Regions from separate parts of the Sus scrofa genome. Here region 1 is linked to region 2. A link is a contact called in public HiChIP or PLAC-seq data. All regions are on one chromosome and are shown on one strand. The core of a region is the stretch at or near the end of the contact, and the rest is flanking DNA. Distances in the headings are between cores, read along the strand shown.

The links. HiChIP or PLAC-seq counts read pairs in DNA pulled down with a chosen protein or histone mark.
Region 1: a contact with region 2 is called in an H3K27ac HiChIP or PLAC-seq map of alveolar macrophages. The contact joins two enhancer-like sites. A contact is called at or near these places in 4 of 47 Hi-C or Micro-C datasets (blood, embryonic fibroblasts, epiblast stem cells and 1 more) and 2 of 2 datasets of contacts at active chromatin or transcription factors (alveolar macrophages and skeletal muscle).

Annotation. Positions count from the first base shown.
Region 1 is chr14:114,957,779-114,962,721 of Sscrofa11.1, reverse strand. COL17A1 (collagen alpha-1(XVII) chain) reads left to right here. Exons shown (of 57, transcript XM_013983710.2): 52 at 128-274; 53 at 509-844; 54 at 1,334-1,471; 55 at 1,726-1,788; 56 at 1,942-2,022; 57 at 2,367-3,318. The coding sequence ends at 2,419. Among named protein-coding and RNA genes, the nearest start is that of COL17A1, 47 kb to the left of the region's middle. Within about 2 kb of position 2,906, at least 3 of the 83 cell types and tissues checked have an H3K27ac peak or open chromatin away from gene starts, as enhancers often do. A contact at or near this core is called in alveolar macrophages, where this site is marked.
Region 2 is chr14:114,816,319-114,821,163 of Sscrofa11.1, reverse strand. STN1 (STN1, CST complex subunit) reads left to right here. Exons shown (of 10, transcript NM_001243685.1): 9 at 376-448. Among named protein-coding and RNA genes, the nearest start is that of STN1, 32 kb to the left of the region's middle. Within about 2 kb of position 1,338, at least 17 of the 83 cell types and tissues checked have an H3K27ac peak or open chromatin away from gene starts, as enhancers often do. A contact at or near this core is called in alveolar macrophages, where this site is marked.

The DNA of each region.
Region 1 (4,943 bases), core at 1,657-4,156, 140 kb before region 2:
CTCAGGGGGATGCTGAGGAAGGCTCGGGAAGGCCTCCCTCACCACCTCCTCCCAGAGGGGCCCAGGCCCAGACGCAGCAGGCCTGGCTGTGGTCTTCATCTTTCTCTTTCTCCTGCCTCCCGCTCAGCTGCCGGGCTGTCATCCATCCCAGGCCCTCCTGGCCCTCCTGGTCCCCCGGGCCCTCGAGGGCCTCCGGGTGTCTCAGGAGCTCTGGCGACATATGCAGCTGAAAACAGTGACAGCTTCCGGAGTGAGCTCATCAGCTACCTCACAAGTAGGTGCCCCTCCCCGACCGTGCTTCTCCTTCTCCAGAGAGAGGGGCAGCAGGGGCCTGCAGGGACCCAGAGGCCAAACACATGAGCTGCCCAGCTTCCTCCCAGCCCGCACTCTCCCACTCAGTGTGAGTTCCCGACCCGCTCAGGGGCAGGAGACCCTGGGAGAGACCCCCACCATCCCCTTCTTTCTCTCCCCAAGACTGGCTCCCACAGATGCCTCTTCCTCCCCACAGGTCCTGATGTGCGTAGCTTCATTGTCGGCCCCCCTGGCCCCCCTGGCCCCCCTGGGGAAAGCCGCCTGGTGTCGGTGGACAGCTCCTATAGCCTGGACAGCAGCTCCTCCTCCCTCAGTCGGGGCAGCTCCTACAGCTCTTCCATGGGCATAGGAGGAGCCAGTGGGGGCTCCCTGGGCGAAGGGGGAGCCTTTGGCCTGGACATGGGCATGGGCCGGGGCTATGGGACAGTGGCAGAAGGTGGCATGTTCGGTGGCAATGGTGGCTTCGGGGCCGGCTATGCCGGAGGTCTGGACTACAACGAGCTGGCCGTTCGGGTGTCCGAGAGCATGCAGCGTAAGTGGGGACACTCGGCCTCGGCGCTGCAGGCTGGGGTGGGATGCAGGGGGCCCTGTGAGCATCTCCACATCCAGAGGGACAGCAGTTCTGGAGTCAGATGGGCTGGGACTGAAGACAGGCTTGGTTCAAAGGGCCCAGTGGGGACTGGAACCTGTCATGCTGTGGGGAACAGAGATGCTAGGGTCTTTACACTTTGTTTTCCCAACTATCCTTTCTCAGAAGAATTTCTGATTACGAAGGTTTTCTGGTGGGGCTGAAGGAAGGTTGTTAGCTAATAGTCCTTCCTCCCCGCGGCTTACCGGTACAGCTAGCTACGCAGTAAAACGCCTGGGATAAAAGCTCAGGGAGGCCGACAGCAAGGAGACAAAGGAAGCCACGGCGCCCTTCCCTCGCAGCCCCCCTCATAGTAACTGCGCTGGGTGTTGGAGGGCACTGTGTCCCCACTAGGAAGACAGTGTCGGGTGACTGGCCCCCTGTGTTTCGCAGGTCAGGGTCTGCTCCAAGGGATGGCCTACACGGTGCAGGGCCCACCAGGCCGGCCTGGGCCCCAGGGGCCCCCTGGAGTCAGCAAGGTCTTCTCTGCCTACAGCAACGTGACTGCGGATCTCATGGACTTTTTCAGAAGTAAGGCATCCCCGATGATTTTCCCAACACTTAACTTGCCGCCTCGACTCATGAGGGGCCTGCTCCTTAGAAACTAGTCTCATGAAAAACCTCATTAACACTTGAGATGCTGAAAATCCAATGAGTTCTACACTTTTTCTCTTACAAGTCCAAACTCTACTACTACCTGCCTGTGTTAATCTGAACAAACAAGCCACTTAACTCCCAAGCTCCAGGGTGATCTCTAGTCTAAGGCCAGTTTTCCCCCTTTGCAGCTTATGGAGCCATCCCAGGACCCCCTGGGCAGAAAGGAGAAGTGGGCATCTCTGGACCCAAAGGTAAGTGGTGGCAGGAAACAGCCACCAGGATCCTATGTAACAACCGCCTCTCAGGGGAAGCAGCTCCCCTACCAGTGCTGTGCTGGGTTCACATGTGCGCCTCCGGGCCCCGACCAGTGCTTTACTCAGCCATGCCCCCATGTGTCCTCCTAGGTGAGAGAGGCCCTGCAGGACCACCAGGTCGGCCTGGGCCACCCGGCCCTCGAGGGCACAAGGGAGAAAAAGGAGACAAAGGTAAGCCTGCTGGGAGACAGGCCACATGTTCCAGAGCCAGCAACTCTGGCAACTGGAAAATGTTAGGCAAATGCCCAGTTACTAAAGGCAGACACTGCCAGCAACATCATCTGCATAACAATCAAATGAAGGCCAGGGAGAAAGGAAGGAGTGTCAACGCAAGGAGGAATGGAGAACCAAGCTCATGATGAAAATCAATGTAAACCCACTGCTAAGTCTTACAAAAGAGGTCACCTTTCAAGCCAGTTTTTCAGTAGCCACAGGTGCCTTAAGTTATCCAAGCTTAAGTTTCCGAAGACTGAAAGGTATTTTTTTCAACGTCCTACTCATCTTCTAACTTCCAGGTGACCAAGTCTACGCTGGACGGAGAAGGAGAAGCATTGCCGTCAAGCCATGAGCGACCCTTAGTGGAAAGGCCCCCTGGGCCAGTTCTTGCAATGGCCTATGGCACTTACGTCAAAACCTTTCCAGAGGGCAAAAGCTGGAGTCTCATTGTCCTACTGAGACAGCACCACGAACAGTCAACTAGAACCCTTATCTTAGTCTGGAACAATATATATGTATGTAGAATTCAGTCCAAGATACACAGCCTGAAACAGCTTCACTGGGTGGGCTCAGCGATGGTATAGGATGAGACTGGCTTCCCTGCTGACCAGGCGTCTGTCTGTGACACTGAGTTCCAGCCCCAGCCTAGGAAGCCAGTTACCATAAACGTTGGCTCAGGAGTCCTGGAGCTTTGCCTAAAAATGAGCCCAGTAAATGGAAGTTGGGGTGCCACTCGATGAGGCTGTTCCGGCTAAGTCTGCAAGGCTGTGCTCTCAGCTCCTTCCTTCCCTGCTCACTCTACATTCTCTAGTCGTAGAAAAGAGTTAGCTAAGAAGCAACTCTCGCAACTGAAAAAATTAGGAAATCCACTTCCTCTAAGGGTGGTGACAGGGTTTTTCCTAGTTATCTCTCACTGTATCTCACATTCCCACTTGCTTAGGAAGTTTGTTTGATTGCAGCTCTGACCTGTCTGCATAGGGCCACACTAGAGTTGATAGTATGTTACGGTGAACTAGGCTGCAGCCCATAGGAACGGAAGGGCGGTGGGCAGGAGGAAAGAAGGGGAGAGGAGGGTGAGGGGACCGCCTGGTGGGAAGCTGGCACCCCTGCTCTGCACTTGGGAAATGCCTGGGGGACTGGGTGCAGTTGGGTTTTAAGCACTTTTCAATGTCTATGAACATTCATGTGGTCTATTAGATTGAGTCATTTCAATTGCAAAATTTCCAATTAAAGGGTTTCTTTTTTAACATTGTTTAACGTGATCTATCTAACCAAAAAAAAAAAAAAAAAAGCTAAAAAGAAAAGATATTTTGGGTCAGCTGGGTTTGATTCTAACACTATTACAAACATAGAGTTGCTTGTACTTTGGGAGATTCTGGCCTTTTGTTTTAATCACTGAGATCATTAAAGGCAGACCTTAATCTGCAACTACTAAGTCAATCTGGGCATATAACAAAGCATTTAAGGTTTTCCCAAAGCATAAACTACTTGAGAAACACATAGGCAACAGATGAGCAACAAGATTATGTGCAATTAATGTAGTGATTTATCCTGGGGCAAAGGAACTATGCTTGCAAGGCAAGTAATAATACATGGAATAGCAAAACTTCCATTAAGGAAAAATGCACAGGGAGTTCCCATCGTGGCGCAGTGGTTAACGAATCTGACTAGGAACTATGAGGTTGCGGGTTGGATCCCTGGCTTTGCTCAGTGGGTTAAGGATCCGGTGTTGCCGGGAGCTGTGGTGTGGGTCGCAGACGTAGCTCGGATCCTGCGTTGCTATGGCTCTGGTGTAGGCCGGCAGCTACAGCTCTGATTAGACCCCTAGCCTGGGAACCTCCATATGCCGCGGGAGCGGCCCAAGAAATGGCAAAACACACACACACACACACACAAAGGAAAAATGCACAAATATCAAATGCTCCACAGAAATGCACAGTAAAATCACTCAAAGTCAGAAGAGGCTATACTGGGCCAACCTGTGAATTTGTTACAAGCTGTGACTCTCACTGCTGGATAACTAAAAATGGAGTCAATTCAGTCGACTTCCACACACCTCTGCTCGTCTGAAAGATGGGATTATATTCCATGTCTCTCCTGAGTGTATCACATGTTATCCAGGGGAAGAAAAATCACCATTTAATTCCACTGTGTCAAACAACTGCAGCAACAGCCACCAGCCACAGATACACTGAACATCCTGTGTGGTCCTGTGCATCCTTTATCACATCCTGAGAGCAACCGCTGTGATCAGTGTGGGAAAAATGAGTGCACAGGCCTTGCTGAATTTCAAGCAATGTTTTACTGGCTCATGAAAACTTACTATGTATAATGAATGACTGCATCATGCCTTTTTCATATTTTAGTTTTACCTAAATGCTGAATCAATTTGTTTTTGTAATAGTAGCTTTAGAAGCTCTGGTATTACATCCCCTTTAATGATACTTGATTCACAAGACATGAGTTTTTCCCTAGTTACACGAGATTTACCTTTCCAAGCTATCCAAGTCTTTATAGACTCCTATGCTCCAAAGGGAAACAGAGTAAAAGCCCAAACTTGCTAGCATCTCTGGACAGAACCCAGATATGAGATATGTCCTCAGCTGGATGGCAGTAGATCTGAGCCTCTCTGTTTCATCAAAAAAAAAAAAAAAAAAAAAAAAAAAGTCAAGCATGTGCTCCATAGTATGCAACGCTCCAGGATTAGAAAATGACACGCTGTGCCTCTAGCCAAGCTGACCACTTGCCAAATGATGCTACCTAATGCTTACTGATTCTTGCATGAACCTATGTATTAATGGTAAAAAGAAGTTATTTTTAGCAGAAGTAAAGTCATACGATTCATGAAAATTTTGGTGAGAAAAATAATCCATCCC
Region 2 (4,845 bases), core at 89-2,588:
ACCTCCATATGCTGTGAATACGGCCCTAAAAAGACAAAAGACAAAAAAAAAAAAAAAAAAAAAAAAAAAAAGAAAGAAAGAAAGAAATTTTGTCCTGAAAAGCAAGGAATTCCAGCTTTTCTTGCTGTCATGGCCCCAGTGAACCACCTTCTAAGAGAAAGGCCTGTCAGTCAACTAGAAAGCACTGAGTTGCCTAGGGACAGAACTGGTTTGACAACAGGCCAGGTATCAGAAACTACGCTCATTATTGGTGTAGGGATGATGATTGTTAAGAAATCTTTAGAAACTATCCCAAATACTAATCTGGGAGTCTGGATGACACAACTTCTGTGTAACCTAAGAATATTTTCTCTCCAAACTGTTTTTCCTGTTTAGGTAACTAGAGAAGACAAAGAATTGCACAGAAAGATCCTGCAGATCATTCAAGAGGACTGCCAGAAACCAAATCGTAAGTGGTGTACTGTACATGTGACCCAGTGCCCTAGAAGGGGATGTTCCCTCCTGGAGAGCCCTGGACAGAGAGGCAGGAGACCTGGTGCTTTCCCCAAAACAGCCTGGAAGCATGCCGGTCAAGGCTGCTGCCCCCTCTCTGAGCCTCAATTTCCTCTTCTCCAAAGTGAGTGTTAGCCCCACACAGCTGTTCTGACCTGGGCTACACGTAAGAGTCAACCTTGGGGCTTTTTTGAACATACAACACTCAGGTCCCAGCCCTAGGGATTCTCGTTCATGGGAGGCTGGACAGGTGAGCTCCTCCAGCAGTGCTTCTTCAATGAGGTAAGCCGCTAGACTAGGACTTTCTGATGTCCTTCTGGTTCATGTTCTCTCCAATTTGTGTTATTTCTTCCACTTTTTCCTCTTATCTCTGAACCCAAGCCTAACATTCCCCTCTCTTCTGATAGCAAGACCTTCAGTGTTGGGAGAAATGGTTCTAGACATTATGTTGGTGAACAGTGTAATCCAGTCACCTTGAAAGCTGATAATTTGCAAAAGATGTGGTTTCAAAAATAGTTGGTGGAGTTAGGTCAGCCCCTAGTGGTTAGAAACTCAAACTGTAGATGTTACCATTTGCACACTAGTTAGAAAGAGAAGGAAGCATTAGTCCTATCTTTAAATCCTGTGTAAACTAATCGCTCTTAAAGGTAACTCAACAAAGTCTACCATTTGCAAACATATGCTAATAACAGATGTTGACATATGTCAACAAATGATGCGAGAAGAAAAGTGGGAAGGCTTCTTTCTGCTTCCTTTCTCTCCAAAAACATCCACCTCCAGTCCCTAAAGCCCATATATCCCTGGGCTTGGACCTATTCCAGGCTGAGTCAGTGGGTGGAGCTGGACCAGGGCTCCGGCCTTGGTGTTCACGGTATGCAGCCCTATTTAGCCTTTAAGGACCCATGAGGTCACCTCCCAGAGTGGTGTGACAACAGCTCTTAAAATAAACTGAAAGCAATCTATTACTTTAATGCAAGGTTTCTAACTATTATTCATTTCATTCAGAACAAGAAGGACAAGTATCCTTTAATTAGAGGAAAAGCTACCTATCCACAATTTAAGGAGCTTTTTGGAACAGTGAATTGTGGAGTCCTTAACTAAGAAGGGATAAGAGGAGAGGCTGGTCCCCAGATGACATTCCAGCTAGTCCCAGGCCATCTGGCCAGATTCTTATTTCGATGTATTTTAAGAACAGGGTGGATTAAAATAATCCTAGGGCCTGTGAAGCAAATGAAGGCAATTCACACTTCATTTCTTAGGAGACTCAAACAGCCTCAGTGACCTTAGGGCCTATAAAGTGGCAGGATTTATACCCGCTTCTAATCTACGGGCCAGCTCCTGCTTCATTGAGTGTATGTGTCAAGGGAGACAGGCTCTGCCACTCAGTCTGTAAACAGGAGCCTCTAAAAATCATATGCCTATTCCCTGGAACTAGTAAATTCCCAGGAGCTAAATTCTGGAGCATGAGCAACTGAGTCTGCCAACAAAAATGCCTTGTAGGGACTGTCCTGCAGCCACTCCTTTTCGTAGGAAATATCTATGACATTAAAAATTATTCTGAATAATATATGTATAGGGTAGAAAGTCCAAAAGTACAAAAATACACACAGAAAAGTCAGACTCCCTGCCAGCACAGAGTTCCCCTTTCTACATGGAGCCTAGGGTTGTTACTAGTTCCTGGCATATCCTTCTACAGATGTTATATGCACTTATAAACATATTTGAATAGTTTGTCTTTTCTAAAAAGCACAAGTAAAGCTTAGCATAAAATACTCCATGTTTCATGCTTTTTATTTTAAATCTAACATTGGCATGTAGAGATCGCTCACAACAGTACATAGAAAAGTGCCTGTCTTTTTAATAGCTGCACAGTATTTCACTATATATATTGATAGATAGTCAGCCATTTATTTAACCATTCCTACTGAACCTTTAGTAGGTTTCCAGTCTTTCATACAGAACATAGCATTGAGTTTTCCTTAGCAGGATGATTGGTAGGAGAACTTAAAATCTTTATAGTCACTTATGGGTATTTCAGCAAAGGGTCAATGTACAAAAATGAAAAAACTCTAAATAGGGGCTGGTTTTAGATCCTTAAAGCACGGATCCTGGCCTTATCTAAAGATAGGCCACATGGCATAGTCTGGAGCCCCTTGCCTGGGTTTGAAGCCCAGCTCTGCCACTTTGTAGCTATGTGGCCTTGGGTAATTCCGTGCCTCAGTTTCTTTACATAAAAAATAGGGATAATAATAGTACCTACATGGCAGGTTGTTATAAGGCAACAATTTGGTGTTTTATAAAACTCTTGGTTATATGGCAGAGTAGGAAGCACCAGGATTCCTCCCCTCCACTTAAGACAATAACTGCTGTAGCTATTTGGGAACTCTGGAGTCTGTCAAAGCTAGCAACTTCCAGAGGAAGATTTGGACAGTAAATTGGGGGTAATTTTAGTCAGTTTTCAGATTTTAGTAGCAGCTCCCCATCCTCTACTCCCAGCTCTGTGGCAGGCAGCTGCGCATGTGTTTCTGGAGCAGCTTGTGGAGAGCTTGCAGGAGGTAGGATGAGCAGAAAGGACCCAGTTCTCTGTATATCAGGAGTCTGTGTTCTGCTCACTAACTGCTGCTTCTAATCACAGAGATGCAGACAGAGAGGTGGGGGGACCATTGTTGCAAGCCCCTCACCAACAGCTGAAGTTAAAAGACTTTTTAACTTCCTTTTTCTTTTTTACCCCTTTTGTAGCCAGAGAAGAAAAAGTAGGGCACTCAAAAGCAGCTTCATATATGGGGAAAATTAAAAAGTGATCGCACATGCCCAGGATAAGGGACAGGCTCAAAAACAGACCTGAGAAGACCTTAGGTTTCCATTTCAGGCTGATCCTTGGCACAAAGACAGCCTACAATGACCCCAAACATAAAAACAGTAACAAAAAAGAGCAAACATCAAGGAAGGGAAAGAATCTAATCTCCAGAGTTCATTATAAGATTCAAATGTCCAATTTGCAATTGAAAAAGAAAGACATACAAAGAGATAGGAAACTATCGCCCAAAAGAAAGACATACAAAGAGATAGGAAACTATTGCCCATTCTAAGGAAAAAATATTAAAGTAACAGAAAATGTCCCTGAAAAAGACCCGATGGCAGATCTATTACACAGTCTTAAAACAACTCTCTTAAAGATGTTCAAGGGAATGATGGATGAACAAAGTGGAAAATAGCACTAAAGAGATTAAAAAAAAAAAAAAACTAGAAAGAAACCAACAAGAAATCTGGAGCTAGAAAGTATAATAACTGAATTGAAAATTTTACTAAAGTGATTTAGAGGCAGTTTTAAAAGCAGGTAAAAGAAAGAATCAGCAAGATTCTGAAGAAAAGTGAACAGAACCTAGGGGACTTGTAGGACATCATCAAATGGACCAACATACACATGGGGGGAGTTCCACAAGAAAGGGCCAGAGAGAATATTTGAAGAAATATCCCTAGTACAATGAAAGACATGCATATGAACATCTAAGAAGCTCAGTGAACCCCAATTAAAAAGAACTCAAGGAGATCCACACCAAAACACAGTATAATAAAACATTTGAAAAGCAAAAGCAAAGAGAATCTTGTTGTCAGAAAGAGAAAAGCAACTTCTCACATACAAGGGATCATTGATAAGATTATCTGATTTCTTATCAGAACCTTTGGAGGCCAGAGGCAGTGAGTTGCTATATTCAAAGTGCTAAAAGAAAAAAACTGTAAACCAAGAATCTTAACATCCTGCAAAACTATCCTTCAAGAGTGAGGGTGAAAACAAGGCTTTTCTAATTAAACAAAACCTGAGGGGGTTTGTGACTGCTAGACTTTCCTGCAAGAGATGCTCAATGGAGTCCTGCAGAGTAAAGTAAAGGGACACTAGACACTAACATGAAGCCTATGGAGAAATACAGATCCCAGTTGAAGGTAAGTACATTGGCAATGACAGAGGCTAGTATTATTGCAACAGTGCTTTGTAACTACACTTTTTCTTCATGATTTAAGAGACTAACACATTTAAAGAAAAAAATTCTTGTAAAGCTAGTATTACTGTAACTTGGGTTTCTCACTGTATAATTTGAGACTAATGCATTTAAAAGAATTCATGTGACATCAACAACTGAAAGGACTGGAGACAGACCTGCAAAAGAGAAGAGCAGAGATTTTATATATTATTGAAGTAAAAGTGGAATAAATTCAAATTAGAGTGTTATAACTTCAGGATGCTAGATGTAGTCCCCATGGTAACCACAAAGAAAATAGCTCTAGAATATTCACAAAAGGAAATTGTAAACATTTCATTGCAAAAAAACCCCACAACTAACCATAAAAGAAGAC